Linked DNA regions of Mus musculus: region 1 is linked to region 2. Evidence: chromatin contacts called from public HiChIP or PLAC-seq data. All regions are on one chromosome and are shown on one strand. Each heading gives the region's core, a stretch centred on a gene start, on an enhancer-like site or on the middle of the called end of the contact. The rest is flanking DNA. Distances are from core to core; before and after follow the strand shown. Region 1 has its middle 210 kb from the start of Gm24696. Region 2 has its middle 12 kb from the start of Gm38563.

What was found. HiChIP or PLAC-seq counts read pairs in DNA pulled down with a chosen protein or histone mark.
Region 1: a CTCF HiChIP or PLAC-seq map of the NIH/3T3 cell line shows a contact between it and region 2, with 5 read pairs. The contact joins two enhancer-like sites. A contact is called at or near these places in 1 of 15 datasets of contacts at CTCF or cohesin (the NIH/3T3 cell line) and 4 of 484 Hi-C or Micro-C datasets (B cells, CD8 T cells, nephron progenitors and 1 more).

Annotation. Positions count from the first base shown.
Region 1 is chr15:61,561,813-61,565,445 of GRCm38.p6, forward strand. No RefSeq gene overlaps it. Among named protein-coding and RNA genes, the nearest start is that of Gm24696, 210 kb to the left of the region's middle. Within about 2 kb of position 1,724, at least 20 of the 459 cell types and tissues checked have an H3K27ac peak or open chromatin away from gene starts, as enhancers often do. A contact at or near this core is called in the NIH/3T3 cell line, where this site is marked.
Region 2 is chr15:61,167,833-61,171,336 of GRCm38.p6, forward strand. No RefSeq gene overlaps it. Among named protein-coding and RNA genes, the nearest start is that of Gm38563, 12 kb to the left of the region's middle. Within about 2 kb of position 1,374, at least 20 of the 459 cell types and tissues checked have an H3K27ac peak or open chromatin away from gene starts, as enhancers often do. A contact at or near this core is called in the NIH/3T3 cell line, where this site is marked.

The DNA of each region.
Region 1 (3,633 bases), core at 474-2,973, 390 kb after region 2:
GTCAATGCACCTACTTTCTATTTCTTGGATATTCCCACTCTGACCTCAGCCTGTGCTTCACATGTTTGGCACTTGGTCATCACTCAAAGAGCTACTCGAAAATCAACTTTCATATGCCACCTGTTTTGGTCTGTATTCTTGGCCAACCCATTCTAACTGTCTTCCTGTCCTATCCTATTCCCTTTGTTGCAATACACAGCAATCACTTGTTAGGTTTTTTCATGTGTGTAGTCCATTTTTCTTGTGTGTTCTCTGTTCATATGCCCTAAAATATTTGTGGAGACAAAAAAATCCAATATACACCTTATCTTCACGTCCTGGCAGTTAAGTCAGAGAATGAAATAAATATAGTAAAAGGAATTAGTGACAGTTTAAAAAAAAAAAAACAGCTAAGATTGTCTAACATGGACACCATCTCAGACAAGCCTCCCTATTTCATGAATAACTCTCTACAGCCTCACACAATTGCAGCCTGCATCCTTGTCCCCAAGCTATTCAGCTAACTGTGTGGTTTCAGTGGCTGGCTGGAGCTGAACGTCTCACAAGGGGAGGAAGCAAATATTTGGCAGGCTCATTTGCCAAAAGAGTCATTGCTCCTGATTAAAAAGCAATTAATTATGGGAATCCAGAACTGAAAATGGCTTTCTTGTCCCTGGGCCACCCTTCTCTGAATGACTTGGGCCGTCCAGGGCAAGTCAGGACATAAAAGTAAAATCAAGCCATGTGCACTGAAGCCACACTGAAGGTTTGACAATAAAAGCTGATGAGAAGGAAGGGCCACAGATAAGGTGACCTGAGTGCAGAAGACTCTAAAGAACATGCCTTTGAACTTGTAATGGAGTGAAGGAAGAAAAGACTCTTGTAATTAAAAGAAGTCATACTAATTAAAACAAAACTGAGCCTACATTAAAGAAAGATAAGATTTACTGCACTGGGAATACCAAAGGAGCCCAGGCAGAGTGCTGTCAAAGGATGAAGCAACCAAGATAAGCCTCTTCCAGCTCAGAGTAGAGGGTATGAGTTTGAAAACAAAGTAGGCTTTGCCTCTGCCACCCTGTCAGTTCGAACTTTATTTTTCTGTCAGTGTGAACTTTGGGTCTTACTCCAATGATTCTTGACCTAGTTGGGGCACCAGGCTTCAAACAACATGTTTGATTACATTGCTCAGCCAGTGGAAGATTCCTTCGCTTTCCCCCATTTAAAAAACAAAACATGCATTCTCATCTCATTTAAAACAAACTAAGTTAGCAAGTTCACAGCTGCAAATTAGGTATGTCTTAATAACTCCCAAATGCAGGGATGTATTCAACAGATATTCAGTTAGTTCCCAACTTCCTGTACATTTCATGAGTAAGGAATGTTAAGGTCTAGAATGTTACATTGTGGGGATGGGGGCGGAGGATAGCCAATGTTGTGACAAATGGCAGAAAATGCAGGTATGGAGTCAGTATACTTTGTTTAAATCCCCTTTTCTATTTGCTCAATAGCCATGTCTTAAGGTTTGAATGTCAAATTTCCCTCACAAGCTCATTTGCTTGAATGTCTCATCTCCAGCAGGTAACTCTTGTTTTATAGGTTTGGGAATCTTTAGGAGACAGTCTTAGATGCAAGATGTGGGTCACTACAGGGAGGAGCTTTAAAATATAGCCCAGGCTTGCTCTGGCTCTCCTACATCCAAATCATCTCAGATGTGAGCAAGCAGCTTCAAACTGCTGCCACCACAGCTATGAGTCATTCCCATGGCCACACTTTTCCAGCCACAATGGACTCCATTCCTTCAAACCTAAAAGATTCTTCCTCCTTGATGTGTCACAGCAATGAGAGACTAGCATACAATGTGACAGTGATCCTAACTGCACTGACTATCCTGTTCATGAAAGTTTATATTCTTTTTTTAATTAGGTATTTTCTTCATTTATATTTCCAATGCTATCCCAAAAGTCCCCCATACCCTCCCCCTCACTCCCCTACACACCCACTCCCACTTCTTGGCCCTGGAACTCGCCTGTACTGAGGCATATAAAGTTTTTAAGACCAAGGGGTCTCTCTTCCCAATGATGGCTGACTAGGTCATCTTCTGATACATATGCAGCTAGAGACATGAGCTCTGGGGGTACTGGTAAGTTCATATTGTTGTTCCACCTATAGGGTTGCAGATCCCTTTAGCTCCTTGGTTACTTTCTCTAGCTCCTCCATTGGAGGGCCTGTGTTCCATCCATTAGCTGACTGTGAGCATCCACTTCTGTGTTTGCCAGGCACCAGCATAGCCTCACAAGAGACAGCTATATCGGCGTCCTTTCAGCAGAATCTTGCTGGTGTATGCAATTGTGTCAATGTTTGGAGGCTGATTATGAGATGGATTCAAGGGTGTGGTAGTCTCTAGATGGTCCATTCTTTTGTCTCAGCTCCAAACTTTGTATCTGTAACTCCTTCCATGGGTCTTTTGTTCCCAATTCTAAGAAGGGGCAAAGTGTCCATACTTTGGTCTTCGTTCTTCTTGGGGTTCATGTGTTTTGCTAATTGTATCTTGTATCTTGGGTATTCTAAGTTTCTGGGCTAATATCCACTTATCAGTGAGTACATATCATTTGAGTTCTTTTGTGATTGTGTTACCTCACTCAGGATGATACCCTCCAGGTCCATCCATTTGCCTAGGAATTCCATAAATTCATTCTTTTTAATAGCTGAGTAGTACTACATTGTGTAAATGTACCACATTTTCTGTATCCATTCCTCTGTTGAGTGGCATCTGAGTTCTTTCCAGCTCCTGGCTATTATAAATAAGACTGCTATGAACATAGAGGAGCATGTGTCCTTCTTACCGGTTGGAACATCTTCTGGATATCTGCCCAGGAGAGGTATTTCGGGATCCTCCAGTAGTACAATGTCCAATTTTCTGAGGAACCACTAGACTGATTTCCAGAGTGGTTGTACAAGCTTGCAATCCCACCAACAATGAAGGAGTGTTCCTCTTTCTCCACATCCTCACCAACATCTGCTGTCACCTGAATTTTTGATCTTAGCTATTCTGGCTGGTGTGAGATGGAATCTCAGGGTTGTTTTGATTTGCATTTCCCTGATGATTAAGGATGCTGAACATTTTTTTTCAGGTGCTTCTCAGCTGTTCGGTATTCCTCAGGTGAGAATTCTTTGTTTAGCTCTGAGCCCCATTTTTAATGGGGCTATTTGATTTTCTGGAGTCCAGCTTCTTGAGTTCTTTATATATATTGGATATTAGTCCCCTATCTGATTTAGGATTGGTAAAGATCCTTTCCCAATCTGTTAGTGGCCTTTTGTCTTATTGATGGTGTCTTTTGCCTTACAGAAGCTTTGCAATTTTACGAGGTCCCATTTGTCAATTCAGAGATCAGAAAGATCAGAGGTGTGACTGTGAGGGCAGTTGGAGGGTGGGTGAGGAGGGGTGAGGAATGGAATGTGGAGTGTAAAAAAATGAATTACAAATAAAATTAAATTTAAAAATGAGAATTAAACCTGAGAAATGAGAAAGAAATTTGTTCTTATTAGATCCTATAGTTGTGCACAGTTTTGTGCACATATTAATCACTGAGAACACACTGACTTTAATATCATAGTAAGGATTATGGGTTGTCGGGAGACTGTTAAATATCATTG
Region 2 (3,504 bases), core at 124-2,623:
ATGATGTTTGTGCAGGAATAGAAACCCTAACTAAGACAGTGACAGTCAGGAAGACATGGTGATGACAGTTCTATATCCAGATAAGCTGGCAACAGGAAGAGAGGGTGACCCTGGGCCTGGCTTGAGCATCTGAAACCTCAAAGCCCATTTAGAGTGACAATACTTCCTCCAACAAGGTCACACCTACTTCAAAAAGTACCACTCCCGGAGGGCCTATGAGGATAATTTTATTAAAACATCACAAGAATGTATATTTTTTTTTACTGGTTTCAGTTCAAGCCTCCTTATATCTTTATTTGAATCAACATGGACACACAAACACACAGTCATGCCCATACACGTGCACATATATACACACAGATAACGAAAGAAGACATCTCTCTATATCTCAATCTATATCTATCTAATTAATTATCATCTGTATATTTATGTGTCTTTCTATCTATCCATCTCTATCATCTATCTATCTATCTATCTATCTATCTATCTATCTATCTATCTATAATCTATATGTTTGTGTGTCTATTGATGGGGCGTGGGTGGTATAAAGAGAAAAACTGTTCTCCTAGCTATTCTAAATCTATTGAACCAACTTAATATAGTCTTTCTGCAACAGTGATTATTATAATGTATGCACTGTATCACTACGAGGCTAACAGGAATCCATAAACATCCAGTTTTTTTTTTTTTCACAACCTCTTATCATGGAATCAAATCCTCTTCTGAACTTTCCCCTACTAATTCCTCCAAGCACATCTTCCTGGCTTCTACAGCTTTTTCTTGCATCCCAGTCAGGCAGATACTACTAAATTCTCTAAAGCGCACCTGCATAATTATTTTTTTTCCTGGATTGGAGATGAACTTTGCTGTCATGAATCAAAACTTCTGAGAATGTGACACAGAATCTTAAGTGGACCAAGGTAATGGCTCAATGAGTTCTGAGACTGCTCAAGCTGAGAACCCTAATTAGGATCTCCAACACCCCACCAAAATCTAGATGAGGTTGCATACTCTTCCCACCCCCACCCCCAGTGCTTTGGAGGAAAAGGGGGTAGAGCATAGGGGATCGATGCCCAGAGATTACAGCAAGCCCTAGTTCTGAATAACATGGCATCCTTTCTTGTTTCTCCCAGAGACAAGGGGCCAACTACTTCCTCTGTTGAACAGGCATGTCTATCTCATTGTGAAACCACCTACAGAACCATGGAAATGGAATTTAACTCAAAAGACCTCTCCCAAGAGGGAAGTATGAAGTGAATGGGGCTTCCCCTTCCCTTACTTTTATAATTACTTCTTCTAGATAAAGCTATAGCAAAGTATGATTACAGGCATTTTTCAATGGCTCTTGTTCCTGGGCTATGAGCTTTTGATTAACTAGAATCTATCAGGACTGAGTGATATGGAAGAGCTGGCACTGGTCTTGGCTCAAAGGTCACCTATCTAGATTTGTGACTCACAAAATCCCTAAGAGTCATTAACCATTGCTTTCCCACAGCCTAAAGGGTGGGAACATTTACTTCAATAAAGTTTGGAGATCTAATGGATATGGACATTTTGTAATAGAACACTTGAAGTCAAAAAAGTACTCCAAAACATTGGTTTCCTTTTCCACACTTGACAACGAGTAGAATGTGCCTTGCCATTAGCCACTCCAAGCCGTGTCAATGGATACCATTGGACAAAACAGTGATTATGCCTGCAAGGGACCACCAATTATTGGTGAGCTGCCTAGCTATCCTGGGAACCACGGGCCAACTAGTCCATGACCTTTAGTCTTAAGTGACCTCCAAATTACCAGTTAAAATGAGCACTTCTGTATGTCTTTGAACTATGAGGATTTATATAAAGTTGGCTGAAGAACACCAAGAGTAGGTTATGAGTCACTTTAGAGCCCAAGTTTTTTGGCTTTCACAAGAGCCTTTCCAGTCCAATTACATGATAGAATTTATTTTTAAGATTCACTTGTGTAAGGGCTTGGAGTCCTTTTCCAATACCATATTTTATTCCTTGTACTATCCTTTCCAGGTGCTAGGATTCCATTCCATTTAGGAATTACTCCAGACTGTGATTTTTGTTCATATTTAATAGTCATCTCTTTCTTTCTCTTGGTATAAAAATGATGGTTAGTGTTAAGTAAGTATTTACATGATCTACATTAACTCTTTCAGTAATCTTGTGACCATATACTAGTATCTCCACTTTGTAACAGAGCATGGAAGCTTATAGATGCCAAATAGGCAGGGTCATTAATGTCAGGGGTTGCTCATCCAGGTTTATATGACTCATTCTGAAATATATGCTCTTAAATATATGATACAATATCCTGATTACTTATACAATGAATACCTTACCTGTTTTCTGTGCATCCAGGAGTAAACAGTCTTTTGTTTTCTGTATGCTGAGTTCAGTCCTTAAAAACGGAGCAGACTTATGGTCTTTCAAAACTGCACAAAGATGCAACAGCCAATGATTTGACATCTACCATTGAAATCAAAGTATCTTGAACTCAGGAATTCTATAGCAATGTTTTCTCCAACACAAGTATTTCATATAAATCTCTCCAAATGGCACTATTGCTATCTCTGTCCCTTTACTGGAAGATTTGGAATTCTTTCTTCACGTTTCTATGTCTTTCAAGGTTATATGAGATTATATCTTCTATATTCAGAAAACTTTGATGATTCTACATCCCAAACCTTTAGCCCAACTTCCACCAACTGACTGAGTAATGCTGGATAAGAGGTTATAAGGGTTTTTTTGTTTGTTTGTTTTATTTTTAGAAATACAATTGAAGTTGGATTCAATAGACTCATGTATTTGTCATAACCACTGATGAGTTGAAGTCTCCAGAGGAAATATTTAAGGACTTACTATGCAAACTCTTTCATTGACATAAGCTGTTTTCAATATTCTCCTACCATAGCCTGCAGATGACCAATCAGGCATCTCCCACAAATACTACACAAGGAAAACCATCAGTCTATAGATCAGAATTGGACGCCAACTCTATTTGTAAATAAGAGCTCACATAGTACCAAGAGCTCCTTTACCTCTCACTGGGAAGTGGATATCCTCATCTATCAAAATGGTCATTGATGAGGAGAAAACATGAGATAATAATGCTGAGAACGAGAAAGATAAGAACATATATTTTATTCCAAGAGCATCAAGTGTTGGCTATCAGAGAGACACGGTACTTGTTATTAGAGGGCTTACCATTTACAGGAGTACACAGAGTTTCAACAATTATACATCAATATGTAGATGATCTTTCTAATACCAACAGAATGTCATTTAGCATCTGATCCTTCTGGGCACTCTGCAAACGGTTTTAAATACATTAACCAGCTCAGTTCTACAGTGAACCTCTGAGATGCACAGAGTAAAGTATTGTCACTACATTTTATAGATCAGAGAGCTGAAGCACACATATGAACTTATCCAGAATTCCTCAGCTTGTAAGTAGACAACTCAAGATTTGACCTCAGGCTCCTTTGCTGGGGC